Regions from separate parts of the Hordeum vulgare genome. Here region 1 is linked to region 2. The links are chromatin contacts, called in public Hi-C maps. All regions are on one chromosome and are shown on one strand. The core of a region is the stretch at or near the end of the contact, and the rest is flanking DNA. Distances in the headings are between cores, read along the strand shown. Region 1 has its middle 170 kb from the start of LOC123402752. Region 2 holds the start of LOC123402752 (E3 ubiquitin-protein ligase WAV3-like).

The links. A called contact is a pair of places that touch in the nucleus more often than the background predicts.
Region 1: a contact with region 2 is called in a Hi-C map of seedling, with 4 times the contacts expected there. The contact joins the enhancer-like site here to the promoter of LOC123402752 in region 2. A contact is called at or near these places in 1 of 6 Hi-C or Micro-C datasets (seedling) and 1 of 1 datasets of contacts at active chromatin or transcription factors (embryo).

The regions. Positions count from the first base shown.
Region 1 is chr6H:368,726,545-368,731,543 of MorexV3_pseudomolecules_assembly, forward strand. No RefSeq gene overlaps it. Among protein-coding and RNA genes, the nearest start is that of LOC123402752, 170 kb to the left of the region's middle. Within about 2 kb of position 2,272, at least 3 of the 3 cell types and tissues checked have open chromatin away from gene starts, as enhancers often do. A contact at or near this core is called in seedling, where this site is marked.
Region 2 is chr6H:368,561,009-368,565,708 of MorexV3_pseudomolecules_assembly, forward strand. It overlaps LOC123402752 (E3 ubiquitin-protein ligase WAV3-like), which reads right to left and starts at 2,833. Exons shown (of 2, transcript XM_045096705.1): 1 at 2,242-2,833. The coding sequence starts at 2,484.

The DNA of each region.
Region 1 (4,999 bases), core at 1,022-3,521, 160 kb after region 2:
CTTCCTACATAGTATCCGGGAATGGGTATTTCCACAAGTACGAACTTCATAGAACACGTGTTGTAAAATACCAGTGGCGCCGCCGTTTGCTGCAAACTTGTCAAATGCGACCAGATTGGGTTGAAAGCATCCACGCGACCAAATCCGCACCCATTTCTCGCATCCTCGGTCACGGAATAGCGTCCTGATCCACAACGGCCAACCGTGTTGTGTGTGACCTACTCACAACCGAAACCCTTCATCATTGAGAAGATGACGACGGCCCATGATGGCTGTACATCCACTGTCACGTTTGACATATGCACTATGGTTAGTTTTTTTTTCTGGTTGTGTGAATTCAACTCGGGTTAGAGCATCTCCAACAGCCGCGCTTTCCGCCGTGCCCAAAAAATTAATTTGCCGCGCGCGCTTCGCCTGGTTTGACGCGTCGCGCAACGCTGGCTCCAGCAGCGGCGCTAAAATGCAGCGCGCGCAAAAATGCAAACATGTGAATTTGACACAAACAAGTTGAGATGCATAAAAGTTCATGCCCACAAGTTCATCCAACCAAGTTCCAAATGCAAACAGGTTCATCTTCCTTGTCTTCGTCCTCATTTTTCAAAGACGATTCTTCCGCCACCGTAGATGAATCTTCCTCCCTAACCTCATCACGCACCGCATCACGTGAAGCTCCGACGGTGTTGGTAAGATCTTCAACGGCGGCCGGAGGTGCACCAATGCCTCCCATGGGAGAAGCAAAACTCATGCCTCCCATGACGGCCATAGCGTCGGAGGGTGCTCCAAAGCCACCCATGCATCCGATGGCGGCCGGAGGTGCACCCATGCATCCCATGCTTCTTCTTCGTCTTCGAGCTCCCGGAACCGTCCGCCGCCTTCTTCTTGCCAGTTGTTTTTTCCTTTCTTCAACCCCACCGCGGCGGCACGGGACAGGACGGCGGCGGCACGGGACGGCGTCGGCGCGACGCCACCCGTCGGCGTGGTCATCCGCGGCGGCAAGAAGAGGCTGCGCGCGAGGCCGACGGTCGGCGGAGCTCCGGCGGTGGCGGCGCCAACGCTCGCCGTGCTAGGGTTTTCGGCGGTGGCGGCGCCAAAGCTCGCCGCGCTAGGGTTTTCGGCGGCGGCGGCGCCAACGCTCGCCGTGCTAGGGTTTTTGGCGGCGGCGGCGCCAACGCTCGCCGCGCTAGGGTTTTCGGCGGCGGCGGCGGGGGGCTCGCGGCTGTACAGCGGGGTGAGCGGGGTGCCGGTCTGCGCGTCCATGGTGGCAGGGGCGCTGGGGCCGGCGCGCGCGGTGCGAAGGAGAAAGAAAAAGAGAAAGTTCGCGTGCTTGAGTCTGCCGCACGCGGAAGTGTGCGCTCCAAATTACCAGCGCGGGATGAGGCTATGGACAGCGCGCCCAACTTGTTTTAGCACGCGCGCGGTTTTTCGCGCCCGCTGGAGCATCCCGCCGCGTCGCGCGCGCGCTAAAAAGGAATATTTTTAAACGTGGCGTTTGTTTTGCGGCGCTGTTGGAGAAGGTCTTAGTAGCCATTAAGCCCATGAAGACGTACAGCTTGATTGTATATGAAACTGGTGCGCCTTAATTAGTTTGCAGATAGTCTACCACGTCCGGTTTAGTGTAGTACGCTACGCCGGGAAGAAAGAAATTAACGCCCGGAGTGGTATTATTTTGCAAGCTCTCGGCACAAAAAGGTGGGTCGGGTCTGGTGGAGTGCACTTGTTGGTCCGCTGGCCATTCGTACCAACTCTACGGGAGAAATACGATTATATACATCTGCGGAATGTAAAGTGGGCAGCGTATAGGCAGCGGCGGGGGATATGAATTTACTTACGATGAGCAGGAAGGAACGCACGTGAGGGCAATCCCAGCCCGAGATTCCGACGACCCCGTCCGTCTGCAGCGCTGCACGAGGCATCCTGATTGATTGATTTCCGCGCACACCGCTAAAAGCCCACACCCAAATCTCGACCCATCACCCTCTCATCCGTTTTAATCTTTCGACCATCACCGGATCGACGCACCGAGGGCATACTTTACTGGTTTAGGCCATATCGCGATCGCAGAAAGGAACCTGCCTAGCTAAACCGAGCATCCGCGTGAGCAGTAAATCCGGCGAGAGAGGAGAGGTACTCTACTGATACTACTAGGTGATGGATGATCGATGCGACGCAAAGCGGAGCGTGCGTGCAATTAGCGCCATGATGGCAGCGCTGCGCGCGAGAATCATGGCTTAACCGTCTAGATTAATGGGTGGGTACAGTAGCTAGCTTCCTAGGTCGTCTAGGTGTGCCCTTTTCTTTTCTGTGCTCGGCTCGAGTAGTACGCGTAGCTAGCTAGTACTAGTAGTGCTCACTTTCTGCCACAAAAGTGGCATGGCCTTTATGACAAAGGGGTGAGACGATCTCTGTTAAGCTCGACTGTCAAAAGGCTCATCCTACGGAAACGGCAGCGGGAAGTTTACCCAGCCTTCGTGGGCTGTCTAAAGGCTCAACGGTGTGGTGTGGGTCAACTGACGATGATGGGGTTTTCTCAAAAAATAAAGAAAACGACGATGATGGGACGCTGATATAAACGAGACAACACCTACAACTAATCATGCATGATTTTTGTGTTTTTATACATTGTTTGACCTGGTAGGTAGGAGCACGTACAATGATAAAAACGCTAAACATGCATCGGGAAACACTCATCATCTTCTTTCTTTTTTATGAAACGGATGCTGGCAATCTCTTGTGGAGCATCTCCAACGACAATTCATAAATTTTATCCGACGTTCGTTCGTGAATAGGGAGTCAGTCCACAAACATAGATACGCATACAACGCTAGCGACATACATTTGACCTTCCTCATTTCTTTTTCTAAGTTCCCATGATAAAATATCCGCATGCAAAAGGTACAAATGTTCAAATAGACACATGCAACACTAGTTCAAAATTTAAAAAGTTCAAATATTATATTTCAACAATTGTCTTCTTTTACCGCCCACTGTTGCTCAATCAGATATTTCTTCATCTACTCGTGAATTACTCGATGTCGAATTTGTTGATCCATTTGGATAAACTCTTCGAATGTGATTGGATTATGTTTCGGAAGTTGGACACGATCACCCATGTCAGAGCTGCGGCATCATCGTCATCCTAACTCTCGACGATCATATTATGTATGACCACCCAACATGTCATCACCTTCCACAAGGTCTGCAGATCTTATTGTTTCGCAAGTCCACAAACAACTACAAAATGGTCGTGCAGAACTCTGAATGCCTTCTTGATACTTTCTATCTGCTTCCTGTTTGGGGGCAAAGTGTGACTTTTTCTGGCCATGTGGGTTTGAGATGATGCTCACAAAGGTAGCCACGGATGAAAGATACCGTCAACCAGGTAGTTAGGGATGTAAATGGTATGGATAACTTTCGTTCCGAATCCGCTCTCGTATCAGTTTTGTAGGATATGGTATGCACTTACACAAATCCGACGATATGGATGCGGATACGGATTTTGCTCAGCCGGATATTTGATGGATATGGTATTGGTAATATCCGACGGATATGGATTATCCGATCTTTTTTGTAGATTATTTGAGGTTGTCAAATAGGATTATCTGATAAATTTAGTCCGATTGAGAAGCCTAAGTTCTCACGTGTGTCACTAGTATGTATGTTTTATGCATGAATGTATCTACGCCATGCAGGTGCAACTCCTCTTCTCAACATGCACAACGGGTCGTGGTGGTAGTCTGGTAAATCATCGTGAGCGAAATCAGTATTGGTTGCGGCCATGATCTACACTATAACCATACATGATGATGTATATATACATCGGCGGCGCATCAGACGGAGGTTTGTGATTGCGTACGTATACGCCGGTGGTACGTCCGGACGGTGGTTTGCATACATTTACACGTTGGAATTTCGAGTATGAACACTAGTAGTGCTTGCTTTTTTTCATGCATATATAAGTATGAACACCAACTTAATTTCTAGTAGTCAAGTAGAGTAGGATTCATCTTAATAGACTACAAAATAGTATGAGTTTATCGGTACTACATATTGTTACTATATCATGTGAGTTATAACTTTAAAACACCACTTTCTATAGTGTTATGTGCTTGGATGGAAATGTATTTTCATACTATTGCATAGTATAAATAAATCATGTCTCTTTACACATACCATCCGATATTCTTTTATCCGTTTTTTATTTGAATCCGCTGTGCATCCGCTCCGAATCTGTAGTCCGATATAATCCGTATTCGAATCTGCATTCAGTTATTTTCTGCTCTGCTCCGAATCCAACAAAAAAATATGGTAAAGGATATGGTAAACACATTATCCGATCCGATATGTTCCGATCCATTACATCCCTACAGGTAGTAGACCATGTTGTACTCATGTCTATTGACAGTATAGTGGCAAGGAATAGCTTTTCCTTCAAATATCCTAGTAAACAATGGAAATCATTGCAGCACATTGATGTCATTGTGAGACCTCGACATGCCAAAAAAGCATGTCAAATCCAAAGATCATGTGATGCAACTGTTGAAAATATACTCTAGAGGTGATAATAAATTTATTATTATCATATCTACTAGTTCATGATAAATGTTTATTATCCATGCTAGAATTGTATTGACAGGAAACTTAGATACATGTGTGGATACTTAAACAACACCGTGTCCCTAGTGAGCCTCTACTAGACTTGCTCGTTGATCAGAGATGGTTAAGGTTTCCTAACCGTATACACAAGTTGTCATTTGATAACGGGAATCACATCATTAGAAGAATGATGTGATGGACAAGACCCAACCATAAGCTTAGCATTTGATTGTATCACTTAGTTCATTACTACTCCTTTCTTCATGTCAAGTATATGTTCCTAAGACCATAGTAGCATGCAACTCCTTGACACCGGAGGAATACCTTGTGTTCTATCAAGCCTCACTTCGTAATTGGGTGATCATAAATGTGATCTACAGGTATCTTCGAGGGTGTATGTTGGGTT
Region 2 (4,700 bases), core at 1,583-4,082:
CAAGAACCTACCTTCATTAACGAGCCTATTCTAATGAATGAATGGTCTTGCCAAGAACCACCAAATCTTTTGGAAGGTATTTATTTCGGAACGTTGACCACAAGGAAAACAAAAGCTCATCTCAATCAACTTGTAGATTTGTAGCTGTGTCTCAACCTCATGCATGCATTTGAACATTTATTCAAGGCCACTCTGCATGCTATATCCTCCCACCCACCCTCTCGTTAGGTGGTCTCAATTCTCAACCATGTCCAATTTTTCATTATAATTATCACCAGTGTACCAATATTATAATTATAATTTTCATATTTTCTAAATATAGTGGAATAGACAAAAGGATTTTTCCAAGGTTGGTACTATTTTCTTTACTGTATTTTCATAATAAAACTAACACAGAAAACCAACCAGCACATCACATGAAAAGATAAATAGAAGTGCAAAACATACTATTGCAATACATAATAAAGGTCAAAGGATAACAATTAGGGACTTATTTTAGGAGTTTGACAAAACCACGATCAAATTCAACTGTCCTCTAGTGCTTAATGGATGCATCTGTTTATCAGCACTGCTGTATAGGTTCCAACTAATATTGGTTTGACCAAAGCATAAAATGGGACAACTTTAGACAATACCTACCACAAATGCTAGTCAACATAAAATTGCTGATAAAAATCCATACATCACTATGCTAAAGTAGCTCCTAGTTGTATTTATCAGGGACTGCCGACACCACAAAAACCAATGGAATCAGCATTTCTGTCATTGTGGTTTTCCAGCTGTACAGTTTGGCAACTCTTAAACAAGTTAGGAAGACATTAGTTCAAGCATCACACTATGCCACAAGTAGAGGCCCTACCTAACTTCGCACACAAAAATAAATTTCTTGGCAAAGATTTGCAAACATTGCATATTTAGCGTTTGCAAAGGCAGTGATGAGTAATGTAAGCATCGCAATAAATAATAAACCTGGTTTTTATTCTCTGAAATGTTTTCCATTTATTTCTGAGTTCTGACCAAGGCAAGCAAATTGAGCACCGCCAAGCTAACACCATGCAGATAAATGTCAACCCTTTTAGGAGATCCTTCTCCCAAAGAACATATTGAGGAGATCCTAGGGAAGTTGCTGGCCAATTCTTGTACAACATCTAACCAAGTCATACATACTACTAGTAAACTATAAAGTGTGAACCCATCGATAAAGGCATCAACGAATCGTCACCACCGCACAAAAAAAAATAGTGATTAATGTAAGAAAAAATCAGATCTTGGACCATTCAAAGCAATCACGTGCTTGCCATGACAAGCTAGTAATACAAGATAACAAAAATAAAAATGCCAATAAAATGTAATGCAAGGCTGGCCATTCAGCGTTCCTGGTAATGGATAACAGCTCAAGTTGGAAGGGTTCGCCTTTAGCAAATTAAGAAACGTGATGGTAAGATGATACACGTGACCATGTGGATATTGTTGACCAGAGAGGCCAACTTTCCCTTTCGGGCAGGAACAAGTAGAGACGATTGAAATGAAGCTTACGTTAAGCTACGTTTATCCCACAGAAAAAAGAGCAAGTGGAATTGACCGTAAGTCGATACCAAAAAAATTGCAACTATGTTAGAAATCTACCTATATGTAGTGAAGAAGAGAGCGACAGGATATGAAAAATTATGGTGGTGTAGAATATGGCACAAACAGACTAGCATTATTTTGTCAATGGGCATGTGCAAACAAAATTGGGATATTCCCTTGGAGCAATGTTAAAAAGAAATAGATTGACAAAATCATCAAATATGCAAATGAAACTTTTTTGTGAGAATCTGCCGACTCGTCTTCCTCCGGGGACAGAAAAAGAAAACAATAAAAGCAAAATGAAATGGCAAATCTAATTACTAGTACAGGTGGAGTTCTGAGACAAAACATGATGCTCCCAATTAAAAAAGTCAGATGCATACAAAACTGTTGCTAGACGCAAATCAAGATAGACCAAAACGGAACTGCCATCACTCCAACCAAAAATTGCCGGCAAGAAGAACGACATCTGGACCTAAATCTTCCACTGGTGAAACCACATTGCTCCAACCAACACCTGGACTCAACCACTTGTAGGGGAAGCCTGTGGTGACCGCGGCATTTCACATCTAGCGTAGTACTGTAGTATGTCCGAGTAGCCCGCACGCAAACCAAGGACAAATCTTAACGCAATGGCCGGGCAGAAGGAGGGATGTGGGAGAAAGGGCTCACCTTGGAGGACTTGGCTCCCGACTTGGACCTGCGGAGCAGCGCACCGGCTGCCTCCGCCTGCGCCGGCGTATTGGGCGCGGACGCGTGCGCCGCCGCCGCCGCCAGCGCCGCCGAGTCCTGGGAGAAGGCGTCGGACGCGCGGCGCTCGCTGGCGCAGTCCTCCCGGTCGCCGGCGACGGCGGGGAGGTGCGCGCAGAGGCCAATGCCCATCGCCCTCTTGGCCTTCCTCCACATCCCCTCCATGAGCGCCGACACCCGGCAGATTCGCCCCCTGGGACCTCACACAAAACGCTTGTGTACTACGTAGTATACGTGACACCCGCCTCTTCTTCCCTCTGACTGGTAGGGGTACTAGGAGGAGAGGAAGGGGCGGTGGTTTTGAAGGAGGGAGGGAGCCGCCATTGGAGAGCGAGGGGAGGGGAGCGGTGGTGTGCGTGCTGCCTGCTTTTGGTTTGACCTCTGCGGCGAGAGAGACAGGGCGACAGAGAGACAGCCAGGCAGGCTGGCAAGCGGCGCACAGGAGGATGGTGGAGAGGGGGCGGCGTTTTGACTATGGTGGGAGAAACGAGAAATTGGTGCTGCCAAGGCTTTGGCTGGTTCGGTCGCCGGTTGGTGGGCGCCATAAATCGCAGTGAAGCTTGTGGCTGTGGGCGGGCGGGATACGTACCTTCATGGATGGATGAAATGTCAAATCTCACTACTAGTAGTACCTTCATGGTGTATGCACACACGTCAGACCAGTTGTCTCGTACCTATTAAGGCCCTCTTTATTTCACAAGTTCCGGAACTTTTTTTTTTAGTTTCAACTGGCAAAAATTCCGTGCGTTGCAACGGAAGAGAAAATAACACATGCTTTGAACATAATATATTTTCGCATGGCGTCACATTTGTGTTGTCGACGATGACCTTAGTGCTCACACAACGAAAACGCGTTTGAATGTACAATCACTCGAAATAAGATGAGAAATATGTTGTTTCTCCCCATGAGATTTTCCAAAGGTGTGCATGTGTGGTTAACGATGTTTCTTTCCTCTCAATTTGATTTTAATTTAATGGATATTTATTGCAATTCGTATGGTCGTCGTAAAGAGAGAAAAAAAAGAGTGTGCACTACAGATTAAGTTTGCACCAAAAATAATATTTAATAAGTATTCAACAGCTAAAAATAACATTCTGTTTAGATTCTATACATTTTTTCAATCAAATTTCATATATAACATGTTAAAATCGGAGTTACGGTTTAAAAGATATGGATAATTTTGTTTTAGATAAAATATTGATTGATTAACTAAAAAGTCAGGGTTTTTTTGTTAAAACAAAAAAACGTTTCGGCTGACTTAAATAGGGACGGCGGGTTGATTACCTGAAACATCAGGGAGTTTTCTATAAAATGCAAAAAAACGGTTCGGCTCTAACTAAAAGATGGACCGCGGGTTGATTATCTAAAACTGTGAGGATTTTTTTGCAAAACGACAGAAAACGGTTCGTTCTGACTTAAAGTTGGACTGTGGGTTAATTAACTGAAACTGCGAGGGCTTTTCTGCAAAATGACCGACGACGGACGACAGAAGCGATGCGTGCTTTATTATTAGGGGAGACTTAAAAGTCCCTAGTCCCTACCCGTTTGTTTCCAGAGACTAAGAGGGTGCTTGGATACGTTTTAGTCCCATGACTAAAAGTAATGAGACTAAAACTTGCTAGCCTCACCGATGCTTGGATTCAAGTACTAAAGAGACTAAAATCAGTTAATGAGTATTTATTATCCTCCAAACCCTCCAATCCAGAACTTGCATGAGGAGTTAAATGAAGAGAGAGAGGACTAATGCACATTTTAGTAGGGGTACCCCTGACTAAAAGATTTTAGCCTCAAGACTAGTTTTAGCCTCTCTTTAGTCAAGGGTGCTTGGAACTTTAGCCTCTTAAAGAGACTAGTTTTAGTCTCTTGGATCCAAGCACCCTCTAAATAGGGACTAGAGGTCATTAAATGACATGCAAAAAGACCATGTTACCCTTAGTGATGTAGTAGTAGTTATTAAATGACATGCTAAAAGTAGGGGCATTGTTGGAAAAAGTGCCAAAAAGTCCCCAAAAGACCATCCCATAGGGACTTCTCCAAATAGTCCCAAATACCCTCTTTTAGTCCCTAAAAGTCCCTCCTGTTTGTTTAACATGGGACTTTTTTTAGTCCCTACACCAAAATGTCCCTGGAAACAAACACCCCCTAAGTTGAGTATTTCTTCCATTTTTTTGTGCGGGTGAGTATTTCTTCCATTTCAACATTGTTAATCATGCATTGCTATATTTTTGACCCAATCATATATGGGAATTGCGACTGTAATTGTGGACTTAATCTCGTTTGTCGAATCAGCCAGCAGTTTACAGACAAATCCAAAAAAAAATTGGGAGGAACAAAAAACATCGATTACAAAACAATTCTACACTCACATTTGAAATGTTGT